2 separate regions of the Ovis aries genome follow, and region 2 is linked to region 1. A link is a contact called in public Hi-C data. All regions are on one chromosome and are shown on one strand. The core of a region is the stretch at or near the end of the contact, and the rest is flanking DNA. Distances in the headings are between cores, read along the strand shown.

The links. Hi-C and Micro-C count contacts between places; a contact is called where the count stands out from the background.
Region 2: a Hi-C map of omental adipose tissue shows a contact between it and region 1, with 4 times the contacts expected there. The contact joins two enhancer-like sites. A contact is called at or near these places in 5 of 16 Hi-C or Micro-C datasets (blood, hypothalamus, muscle and 2 more).

What each region holds. Positions count from the first base shown.
Region 1 is chr3:43,436,781-43,439,531 of ARS-UI_Ramb_v3.0, forward strand. It overlaps the pseudogene LOC101118177. Among named protein-coding and RNA genes, the nearest start is that of SLC1A4, 100 kb to the left of the region's middle. Within about 2 kb of position 1,336, at least 34 of the 54 cell types and tissues checked have an H3K27ac peak or open chromatin away from gene starts, as enhancers often do.
Region 2 is chr3:43,954,964-43,957,714 of ARS-UI_Ramb_v3.0, forward strand. All of the region lies in intron 2 of LOC114113914 (a long non-coding RNA gene), which reads left to right. Among named protein-coding and RNA genes, the nearest start is that of LGALSL, 100 kb to the left of the region's middle. Within about 2 kb of position 1,363, at least 16 of the 54 cell types and tissues checked have an H3K27ac peak or open chromatin away from gene starts, as enhancers often do.

The DNA.
Region 1 (2,751 bases), core at 86-2,585:
ACAATGCTAAACCAACAGCTTTGGGGAGAGCTCGGCCTGCTCCCCAGGATCCTGGCCCATCTCCATGCACTGAGTGGGGGAGGGTGCAAGGAGTGACTAAGGATATTTCTGGGAAAAAGGATTCACCCGTGGCAACTTCTCAGCACCTACAGGAGGGGCAGTTTCAAGGACAGCACGCTTCTGTGTCCTGGAGTGCCAGCATCTTTGTGAGCGTAGGCTCTTCCGTTCTTCATATTATGCTCCGCGTGCTCTGTAGGAGGCAGTGCTGTTGTCTCCATTTTACAGACGAAGAAACTGAAACTCAGAGAGATGAATCAGCTTGCTAAATGCCTCAGGAAGAGACGCTGGAAGCAAACCGCAGCTCTGTCTGACTTCAGAGCCCTTTTTGTAACAGCTCTACAGAGACAGGCTTCACTGAAGGGGCTGGTAAAAACGGACAGGGCCGTTTCCCTGGCACCTCAGTGGAGCCCTGAAAACACCAGGTGTCGTCAGCAGAGCTGGCAGCTGGGGCCCCCCCTGGGGTCAGTCGTGTTGGGAGGGGCTTTGGGGCAGCTGTGGAAGACGGCGCTGGTGGCCTCAGCAGTCCTGGTGGGCAGCCAGCCGTCCCCTCATGGCACGATAACTGATATTTATTGGACACTTACCGTGTGCCAGACACCGTGTAAGTACTTAACGTGGATTAACTTATTTAATATTTACAACAACTCCCACTTTTACGGATTAGGAAACCGAGGTAAGGCAACTTTCTCGGGTCAGCCTCTGATAAATGTGGAGCCAAGATCTGAACCCAGGCACGTTGACGGCTGGCTTGTGTGCTTCAGCTGTGCTCTGTTGAATGTCCTGGGGGCGGAGAAGGGATTTAGTATCTTGACGTGTTTACTTACGGGTAGTGTGCCCAGGGAAGAAGAGGGCCAGTGTGTGCAAAAATGACGACAATACTTTGCACTCCCTCCACCAGGAGCTGAAGTCCGTTCCCCACTTCTCAAGTTAGGGCTGGCCTCCTGACTCACTTTGACCAAGAGAATGTGGCCACAGGAGACGGGCTGGTTCCCAGCCCAGGCCTCCAGAAGCCTTGTGGCTTCTGCTCTCCCTGTCCGTGGAACCTCGCCACTACAGCAAGAAGTCTGGGGCAGGCTCCCCTGCTGGGTGAGAGGTACTTGGCCCGTCACCCTGTCACCCTTTCACCACAGCTGACAGCCTGCTAACCACCTGATGAGCGGATGAGGCTGTCCTACGCCATCCAGCGACCTGCCGGCTCACCACAGACACAGGCCCAGGCCCAGCAGAGCCAGGCTGGACACTGCCCCCACTGACCCACAGAGGCAGGAGCTAATAAGTACACGTTTCTTGTTTTCAGCCACTGGGTGGCTTGTGTGTAGCAATAGATACAGCAGAAAATACCCCAAAGAGAAGGAAGGTATGAAGTTGGAGGAATTCCCACCAGATAGTATAGGTAAGTGGAAACCCCTCAGGCAGGGAAAAGAGATTCGGAGGAAAGGGAGCGGGGCAGGGGAGCACCTGCCTGGCTCCTCAGAAACCCAGCACCCTCACCTCTTCTGGCTTCCCCCAGGCAGGGGAGGGGCCAAACTCTCCGGAGAGAAACTCCAGAGAGACAGGAAGCTGAAGCAGTGGTCTGCTCCTGTGTGTGTATGTGTGCGGGGGTGAAGGGGGTGGGCATGTCTGCAGTCAGCGTGAGGCGGCCACCTCTTGGCAGACATGCTGGTGTTGCTGTAGGGCAGAGAGAACCCAAGGCAGTCTGTGAACCTGGTATTCTGGGCACCACCGACGCCAAGCTCCGGCTGTTCCCGTGAAAGTAGCTCTGATCCAGACAATAAACTGTGTGAGCCTAACCACAAGCAGCAGATACAAGAATAAGGAAAAGCAAGAAAAGGGGAAAAACCTTTAGGATGTATTCATACAAGGAACAAGAAAACTTGGGGCAAACTGCAATAGAGGGAATGGCCACTGAGAGGAGGCGGGGGCTAAAAGAACACTGCTGTTCAGACTACAAAAGGATGCCCCTGGGATTAAAGCAGGGGAAAAAGGATTTAATGATACTTGGTAAATGTCACCAGCATGTAAAATCTACATATTATGGTGTAATCACGCTTTTTGGTGATGATAGTGGTGATTTCACTTGCCCACGTTTTAAAAATCACCCTTCTCGAACGCTTTGAGGATTTTAAAAAGAATCAAATCTTTCAGGTAAGGGATGGTGCTGTATCCATACAATTTCAAGCAGCCTTTGAGAATGGGACAAGAGTTTTTCTTTTAAGTTAGACCCTTCCCGGGGCTCTGGGCCTGGGCCCAAGCCTGAAACCACAAAAAGCATTTCCCAGCACCCTGGCGACGCTCACCTTGAATTCCCTTCCTGCCAAGTTGCCCCAGTGTTTCCCAGACTTGGGGAAGCCGCTCTCGAGACCGCCCGGCCTCGGAGCCTGGGGGTGGGGGCGACCGATCCCCCCACACACACACACCGCACGGCCACCAGAGGGCGCTGCTCTGTCGCCGGGAGCGCCGCGGCCGCCTGGGCGTGTGGCCTGGCGAGGGCAATTTTGTGTTGTTTAAATGCCAGCATTGATTGCTCACTCCTTTCCCAACATGTTTCCAATTTACCCGGTATCTCTTCTACGTGAAAAACTCAAGAACAACAACAACAAAAATGCATACTTTAGTTCCAGAATAAGCAAAAGGGGTTTTACACGAAATGCAGTTTTGTTCCAGAAGCCTCTGGGACCAGGGCAGAGCAGC
Region 2 (2,751 bases), core at 113-2,612, 520 kb after region 1:
ACTGTTCTCCAAAGTGGCTGTACTAGTTTGCATTCCCACCAACAGTGTAGGAGGGTTCCCTTTTCTCCACACCCTCTCCAGCATCTATTGCTTGCAGATTTTTGGATCGCAGACATTCTGACTGGTATGAAGTGGTACCTCTAACAATTAATTTAAAATAATTAATACAATTAATTAAAATTATTTAAGATTGTTGCTTAGTCAAGAAAAATCATCAAACAAGACAATTCTCTCAATTAAAAATGAGGGGAGAGAAGTAAATTTGGAAAATAGGATTGATGAGTTTGCTTCCACTAAAGCCAGGGGCTCACATTTTTCTTTTTGCCTCAGGCTCCAATATGGCTCGGCCCCTTTGAAAGACTATTCAAATAGTCTTTATTTGAAATTTTGATCCTTTGTTCATCATGAAATTTTTACATTTTTATTTTTTTTAATATGGCATTAAAATATTATTTTTCTTGATAACTGAATTTTTGGGTGGCCCTTTAAATTTTGTGCTGGAGGTGAGAGCTTCACTCTAGTCCTGGCCTGGTGAGCCCCAGTGGCCCAAGGGCAGCCCTGAGGATCGCCTCCTGGGTCTCTGTTCTCAGACTTGTACTTTCTTGCGCACATCCCCCACCAACCACCCACAGTCTTCTCAGTGCCCATGACTGAGGAGCCACTTGCCCTCAGAGAACTTGTCTCTGCATCACACCACATCCTCATGATTCAAAGCATTAAGCCTGGAACCGGCTGCAGTTATTCTTACTGTTTGCGTGTAAAGCTATTCAGAGGCTTGCTTGCCGTTGTCCGGCAGCCTTTGGCTAGAAGGAGTATACAAATGTAATTCCCTTAATCTCCTGCAAGGCCCTTAATCATTCCTAACACACTTGGCCTGATCCAGTGTGCTAATGGAGCCGCATCCTGACGAAGTAGATAATGGGAAGAAGGATGACACCAGCAAAGCAAGAGCAACTGACACCCAGCTGCTTCCCAGCCCCAAGCCCCTGCCACTGTCCTCATTCCTCCGCCTGCTGCTGCTTTGGGAGAAGGGGCATTATAGTGACTCCTCCTCACTTCCCCAGCTGACACCCTCCCCCACGGCCAGCCAAATGTTTTACAGCTGGAAAAGAGGGTGAGCAGTAGCTTCCTTTGTAAAGAGCTGCAGTATGAGTATATTTTCCACATGCTGACTCACAAAGCTGTTGGTGCCCTTGACCCCAGTACACGGTTCCAACTCCTTGGCTGTCTTGGGGTTGGGGGTGGAGGAGTGACTGATCTAGCAGTTTAAGTCACTCCTTGCCTCGGTTTTCCCATAAGGAGAACACTTACGCCCTTCTGCAGCGGGGGACGGACTCAGTGACCTCTCACAGTTTCTTCCAACCACAGGATTCCATCGGGCTATTATTAGAATCGTCTGGACAGAGCTTCAGTGTGACAGGAGGCTTCTGGAGTGCGTGGAACCAAATGAAAATGTTTATGGGTGTTTGGGGGCACCAAACCGTCTCTGACTGTCTTTCTGAAGTCATTCAGCTTTACTAGGGTTATTTCTCTGAGTGTTTCTTTCTGCTAAATGTCTGTTTATTTTTCTCAGTCTGTTCACTCCTTTAGCCTGTCTCTCATGGTTCCCGTCTCAACTAGATTCCAGTTATATAAAGGCAGGACAGCCTCATTCCTTCTGGTACCCACCACTGTAGCCCACATCCAATCAGGGAGAGCTGGCTGGATGTCAGCCTGCTGTTTACTAGCTAGATGGGCCATTGGGCAGATGACCTAACCAGTCTTTGGGCCCCAAATTTCTTTCTTATACAATGGGATGATAGTATGTGACTCATGGAATAGTGTGAGGATTATAGCAGATCAAGTACAGAGCACAGCGTTCAGCATAGAGTGAGGAGTAAAAACAATAGCTGTTGAATGCATAAATGAGTCTTCGCATGATATAAAAAAACAGCTATACAAGAAATACATGAGTGTGTCCCTGTTGCCTAAATTCAAATAATACAGAAGTATACAGTCAAAAATGAAAGAGTCCTTTCATTGACTACCCCCCTTCTCTCCCCTCCTTTCTCAGCGTTAATAATAGTTCTTTCTTTGGCTCTCTGCTTTCGGGGGGAAGGAGTTAATTATCTGTAATGTGAATATAGTCTTACTTTGTAAAGATCCAAATGTTTAGAAGCATACCACCTCTCCAGATTTGAAGACGTTCCCCTTCATATCTCTTTCATTCTTACCTCTGCCTCTGGAGGTAACTACTTTAAAAAAGAAAAAATCTTTTGGCCACACAACATGTGGGATCTTAGTTCCCCAACCAGGAGTCAAACCCATGCCTCCTGCATGAGTCTTAACCACTGGACCACCAGGGAAGTCCCTGGAGGTAATCACTTTTGACAGAGATTCTGCCCACATCTATTCTATTAATTTGTTATTGTTGTTCATTTGATAAGTCGTGTCTGACTCTGTGACATCATGGACTGCAAAATATATATACTATGTATGTACAGTATACTATGTATATACACACATATATACACATATTTATACAACTTTTAAAAAATACATTTTAAAAAGGTATTTTATCAGAAATGGTAAGTCACTTCCAATTTCATCTAGAAAAGTGAAACATGCAGGTTACTCAAGAAAGCCCTGAATTAATGTCCCTGGTTCTTTCCTGCAAAGGGGTGAGGCTGTTTTTTCCAAAGTACCAAGGAACAAAGAAAACAGAAAGATATCAAAACCTCTGAATATGAGTTTGGCTTCACCCTTTGAGGT